Linked DNA regions of Mus musculus: region 2 is linked to region 1. A link is a contact called in public HiChIP or PLAC-seq data. All regions are on one chromosome and are shown on one strand. Each heading gives the region's core, a stretch centred on a gene start, on an enhancer-like site or on the middle of the called end of the contact. The rest is flanking DNA. Distances are from core to core; before and after follow the strand shown.

Region 1 (2,698 bases), core at 65-2,564:
TGGCCAGTGTGCAGTTCTAGTATTCAAATGAAATTAAGGAGCAAGTCTAAACTAAAAACACTTTTTCTATAACTGATACTCCATTCTTGTGACAGCCAGGAGTCCATGGTTGTGCCATGTGCTCATTAGTACCAGAATCTGACTGAGTACTATCTCAGAGATGACTTCAAAAGAAGAGTGACTACAAAGAGCTGTGTTGGACCCATGGCTCCAGGAAGAAACAGATGTTAGTGCCCTCTCAAGATCTGTGAGAGTTAACCAGTGGGCTAACCTAGGCCAATCATACCTCCGCTGTGCACCTATGAAAAAGGGGGCAGTGTGCTGTCAACCTCTTCCCCATCAGACTACACACACAGCTCTTGCAGGTAGGTATCATGATGAGAGTAGCAGGTACAGAAAAGGATATTGACCTATATATAAACAGTGCAAGCATTCCTTGGTTCTCCCCAACCGCTTGCTGAGATGTTTCTCTTATTCACAATACTTATGGCAAACAAAGTCAAATTTTAGCAGGAAAATATGCATTTCTAAGCCTCTACCATCTCATATTTCTGCAACATCTCTACAGCCAGCAAGTGGCGCTATACACACATAAAGAAACTAGTCCAAAACCCTGTCTGGTACACAGAATGGATGACTGACAAGTCCTACACCATCGCTCATAGTTATACGATGGCAAAAGCTACAAAGTGATGAAGGCTGGGGAGTGCAGCTCAGTGGTGGATGTGTTATAATTTCTGTCTGTTTCTTTCCTAATGTGCTCTCTGGCACCTCACAGAGGGAAGAGGGGCTATGTGTATAGGAGCCCTTCTTACACCACAAGTCGAGTTTCCCACAAAACTAGGAAAAGCTACTTTAAAAGACTCCATAAGGCAGCAGCAGAGGCAGTCACTCCATGAGAAAGCAGGGCACCCAAAAGCCTCTGATCAGGTTTCTGCTTTCCGCCCTGGTCTACACATCTTTCAGACAGTCCAACTACAAGGCTTCTTTAAATTATAGCCAGAAATACTAGAGAGCTTGTGAGACCACTGGCCCTGTACCTGGAAGTTTCTTCTACCTCATACTTCTGAACCGTGTGCTTCCTGTGTCATGGCCATGACCACAAGGGACATTTGCCAGGTACTTAGCCCAGCCTCCACCCCATGAGACAGCCATGGTCTAGCTCTTACTCATTTTAGGACTGCTGGTCCAGTGCTTCTAAACCCAGTTATTAAAACAATTGCTTAATGTTTCCATGAAGACGTCTTCATACACTCTGCCCCTACCCCCCCCCTTCCTAGAAGGAGGGTTGCTGACACAAAACAGGAAGTTCACAGGACAACAAAGGCCCCTCTTACAATTTTGTTGGATGGAGTTAGCAAACCATGAATTCTTCAGCGGTCTGGCAAAAGACTGCTTTGGAATGAAAATTAAAGTGCAAGCCTCAGAAGGAAAGCACTGGGCTATCAAGAACACAGGAGGGCAGGACTGGATCACGGATTCTGCTCGCTGGGGTAAATTAGACACCGACTCTTGTTCATTCTCTCCAAAAGGAAGCCAACACAGAGAGTACAGGCTGCTGATTACAGCTCTGGGTCACTCACTGATCAATTCAACCGCATCACCTCTTCACTTGTCCTGGTGATGCTCCTGAATCTCCACTGGTAAAGCACCCCCAACGCAAAGGGAAGCAGGCACGGACGGTCAGGTCCTGCTCTGCTCTCCTCTCCTCTCCGTTGGGGAGCAAGCTGCTCACGCTCCGTTGGGGAGCAAGCTGCTCACGCTCACCCTGCTTGTCTACTTGAGAGTGGACATGGAAAAACAAACAACTGCAGCCAATACTTTTTTATTGGTAATGACTGAGTTCACTTCTTTCAGAAGACATCTTCTCTTCTGAGTAGTTGAGACAAAAATCTGGCCCCTGTGAGACCCTGGGAATCTTTCAGTCTGTTGAAATACCAGGTTAAACACATTCCAAGAGATCTGTGCAAACTAAATTCTTTTGTATACTTCTAAGGTGCCTGAGACAACAAGACTTCATTTATTTATGGAAAGTGTGCTTTATCTTGGGAGTTGTGCTCAAGCATTAGCTTGCTGTCTGTAGAATGAGTGCTTCGGAGCCTGACATGAAACCATCTCAAGAGCCCACAGGTCCCATAACATTCGGTTGCTTTTCTGAACACTGTCAACATCACATCTGTCTTTCTGAATAATCCTATATGCCGCATGGTACTGGTGTGAAACATCACTGTACTGGAAGAATTAGTAGAGGACTTCAGTAATGTACCTGAGCTAAAATGACCGAGGCGTTAGGGGTGCACAGAAACCACCATGATTTGTATAACATTTTGAAGTGAATTAATATTTTTGAACATGCTTCTTCAACAGCCAGTGTTATATTTTTCAGATCAACACAAAGCACAATGGTTACTACTCTATAAACTCAATATTTTCAAATTCACATATTTAAAGTCATGCAAGCTGCAACTTCCCTGTCAGAATTACTGGCTGCCAAATTTATACCTGTTTCTTCAGCTGTACTTTTTGATATTTAGAATTTTTAAATTTCTGTAAAGTAGGTTTTGTAGACTGTAATGTGTTCACTGCCTTTGTGAAGCGGTATATAATTGTATAATTTCGTGTGTAACTGAATGCTTGGGCTTTCAATACAGTATTCATATAAAGCAATAAATATTAATGTTATGAAAAAAAAAACCTC
Region 2 (2,698 bases), core at 97-2,596, 430 kb before region 1:
TCAAGACATGGAATTTGGAACACTGGAAACTGCAATGTGGGCACCACCAATCTCAAAGTTGTCATCTTCATTGTCACAGTCTCCATGAAGTATCCTGATCCTATAGGATCCAAGATCAGGTCACCCTGAGTCTAGACTACAAGGTCCGTCAAATGCCATTGAGGATTTGGGTAGGCAGCTAAAGGGACACATTTCCTCTTTTTTTTTTTTTTTTTTTTTTTTTTTGAGACAGTTTCTCTGTCTAGCCCTGGCTGTCTTGGAACTCGATCTGTAGAGCAGGTAAATTCAGAGATCTACCTGCTTTCGCCTGCCGAGTACTGGGATTAAAGGTATGCACCACTACCACCTGGCAAATTTCCAATTTCTAATTTCAAACTCAAAGTAGATAGTCAATGGTAGATACTCTGTAAGATGACACTTAATCACACTTTAAAAAAAAGAGAGAGAAAGGAAATGTTATCTTTCTGCACCCTCTTGAGGCTTGAAATCAGAGCCATTTCTACGAATACCACACATCCAGGCGCTGTGTCTGCAATCCCAGCACTCGGGAAGAAGAAGCAGGAAGATGGAGAAGCCAGCTTGGGAGACGTAACAAGAGGAGACATCTATCTGAGAGGAAGGAAAAAAGGAAAAAGAGCACGGCGCTAGAGAACTGAGTTGGGGGTTAGGAGCACCCGCTGCTCCTGCAGAGGACCTGCATTAAGCTCCCTATCCCCACATTGGGGTGGATGACAACTGTCTTATAACTCTAGCTCCAGGGCATCCAATAGCCTCTGGGGCTGTTGTTGTATGTACATAGCCACATAGACAGGCATGCAAAAATAAAAATAAATCCTAGAAAGAAAACAAGGAGGTGGGGGAGACAGAGACAGACAGACAGACAGACAGAGGAAACCGTATCCACATTACCAATGCATAGTAGAATTTCACACGAACTCTTACTGCTCCTGGAAAGCCTGACTGTTCTTTTAGCACAGTGCATGGTTACTGCCCTTGTTAATTTATTAATTATTGTCAGCTAAGCAAATTGCAGTGAATGGATTCTCCGAGGCCAATCACCTAGCCAGCATGCATGCCTGCAGCCTTCAGAAGGAATGCCCTCAGATCTGACTCGTCCACCTCTGACAGTCGGCTTGCCTAAACTTATCCTTTACGTTTAGAAAAATTTGTGGGTTCCCGTCTGCCCAGGGGACTTTTTTTTTATTACTTGTTTATGCAAACAGTAAGTTGCATAAGAGCCTTGCTAGCCTTTTTTTTTTTTAAATGATTTCGTAGTTTCCTGGTAACCATTCAGTCATCTCTTTCAACACCCTGACATGACATAAAGCCGAGGGCTGAACCACACGTTCACCACACAGACACACACTCGCCTTGAGCCTTCGCTAGGTGAGGCACTCTGAAGCTGGACTGGCCAGATCCACTCATGAGCAAGTCAGACCATTTTCTAGTGATAAACGGCAAGAACTGCTGTGTGTTCCGAGATGAAAACATCGCCAAGGTCTTGCCACCGGTGTTGGGGCTGGAATTTGTGTTCGGACTCCTGGGCAATGGCCTTGCCTTGTGGATTTTCTGTTTCCACCTCAAGTCCTGGAAATCCAGCCGGATTTTCTTGTTCAACTTGGCCGTGGCTGACTTTCTCCTGATCATCTGCCTGCCGTTCCTGACGGACAACTATGTCCATAACTGGGACTGGAGGTTCGGAGGCATCCCCTGCCGTGTGATGCTCTTCATGTTGGCTATGAACCGACAGGGCAGCATCATCTTCCTCACCGTGGTGGCTGTGGACCGCTACTTCCGGGTGGTCCATCCACACCACTTCTTGAACAAGATCTCCAACCGGACGGCGGCCATCATTTCTTGCTTCTTGTGGGGTCTCACCATCGGCCTGACTGTCCACCTCCTCTATACAAACATGATGACCAAAAATGGCGAGGCATATCTGTGTAGCAGCTTCAGCATCTGTTACAACTTCAGGTGGCACGATGCTATGTTCCTCTTGGAATTCTTCTTGCCCCTGGCCATCATCTTGTTCTGCTCAGGCAGGATCATCTGGAGCCTGAGGCAGAGACAGATGGACAGACATGCCAAGATCAAGAGGGCCATCAACTTCATCATGGTGGTGGCTATTGTATTCATCATTTGCTTCCTACCCAGTGTGGCTGTGCGCATCCGCATCTTCTGGCTTCTCTACAAATATAACGTACGCAACTGTGACATCTACTCCTCGGTGGACCTGGCTTTCTTTACCACCCTTAGCTTTACCTACATGAACAGCATGCTGGACCCTGTGGTCTACTATTTCTCCAGCCCATCTTTCCCCAACTTCTTCTCCACGTGTATCAACCGCTGCCTTCGAAAGAAAACATTGGGTGAACCCGATAATAACCGAAGCACTAGTGTGGAGCTCACGGGGGACCCCAGCACAACCAGAAGTATTCCAGGGGCGCTAATGGCTGACCCCAGTGAGCCAGGCAGCCCCCCTTATCTGGCTTCCACATCTCGTTAAGTTACTATGACAAGAAGGGAGATTGCCGCTCAGGCCTGTGCTCTCTGGAGAGGCGATTTGGCCGTTCGTTGAACAGGGTAACATCTTCAGATTTGGCTTACGCTTTCTTGGAACTTCTAGATTCGGAGAATCGAATTTAGAGAAACGGCGTGGTGCAGTGAGCAGTTTTGGTTGCGAGGTGCAGCCATAGAA

The links. HiChIP or PLAC-seq counts read pairs in DNA pulled down with a chosen protein or histone mark.
Region 2: a contact with region 1 is called in an H3K4me3 HiChIP or PLAC-seq map of bone marrow-derived macrophages, with 5 times the contacts expected there. The contact joins the promoter of Hcar2 here to the enhancer-like site in region 1. A contact is called at or near these places in 3 of 39 promoter capture datasets (embryonic stem cells, liver and stem cell-derived epiblast-like cells) and 3 of 115 datasets of contacts at active chromatin or transcription factors (bone marrow-derived macrophages, large pre-B cells and microglia).

What each region holds. Positions count from the first base shown.
Region 1 is chr5:123,434,892-123,437,589 of GRCm38.p6, reverse strand. All of the region lies in intron 1 of Mlxip (MLX interacting protein), which reads right to left. Among named protein-coding and RNA genes, the nearest start is that of Mlxip, 41 kb to the right of the region's middle. Within about 2 kb of position 1,314, at least 90 of the 459 cell types and tissues checked have an H3K27ac peak or open chromatin away from gene starts, as enhancers often do. A contact at or near this core is called in bone marrow-derived macrophages, liver and microglia, where this site is marked.
Region 2 is chr5:123,864,164-123,866,861 of GRCm38.p6, reverse strand. It overlaps Hcar2 (hydroxycarboxylic acid receptor 2), which reads left to right and starts at 1,346. Exons shown (of 1, transcript NM_030701.3): 1 at 1,346-2,698. The coding sequence starts at 1,424. The coding sequence ends at 2,506.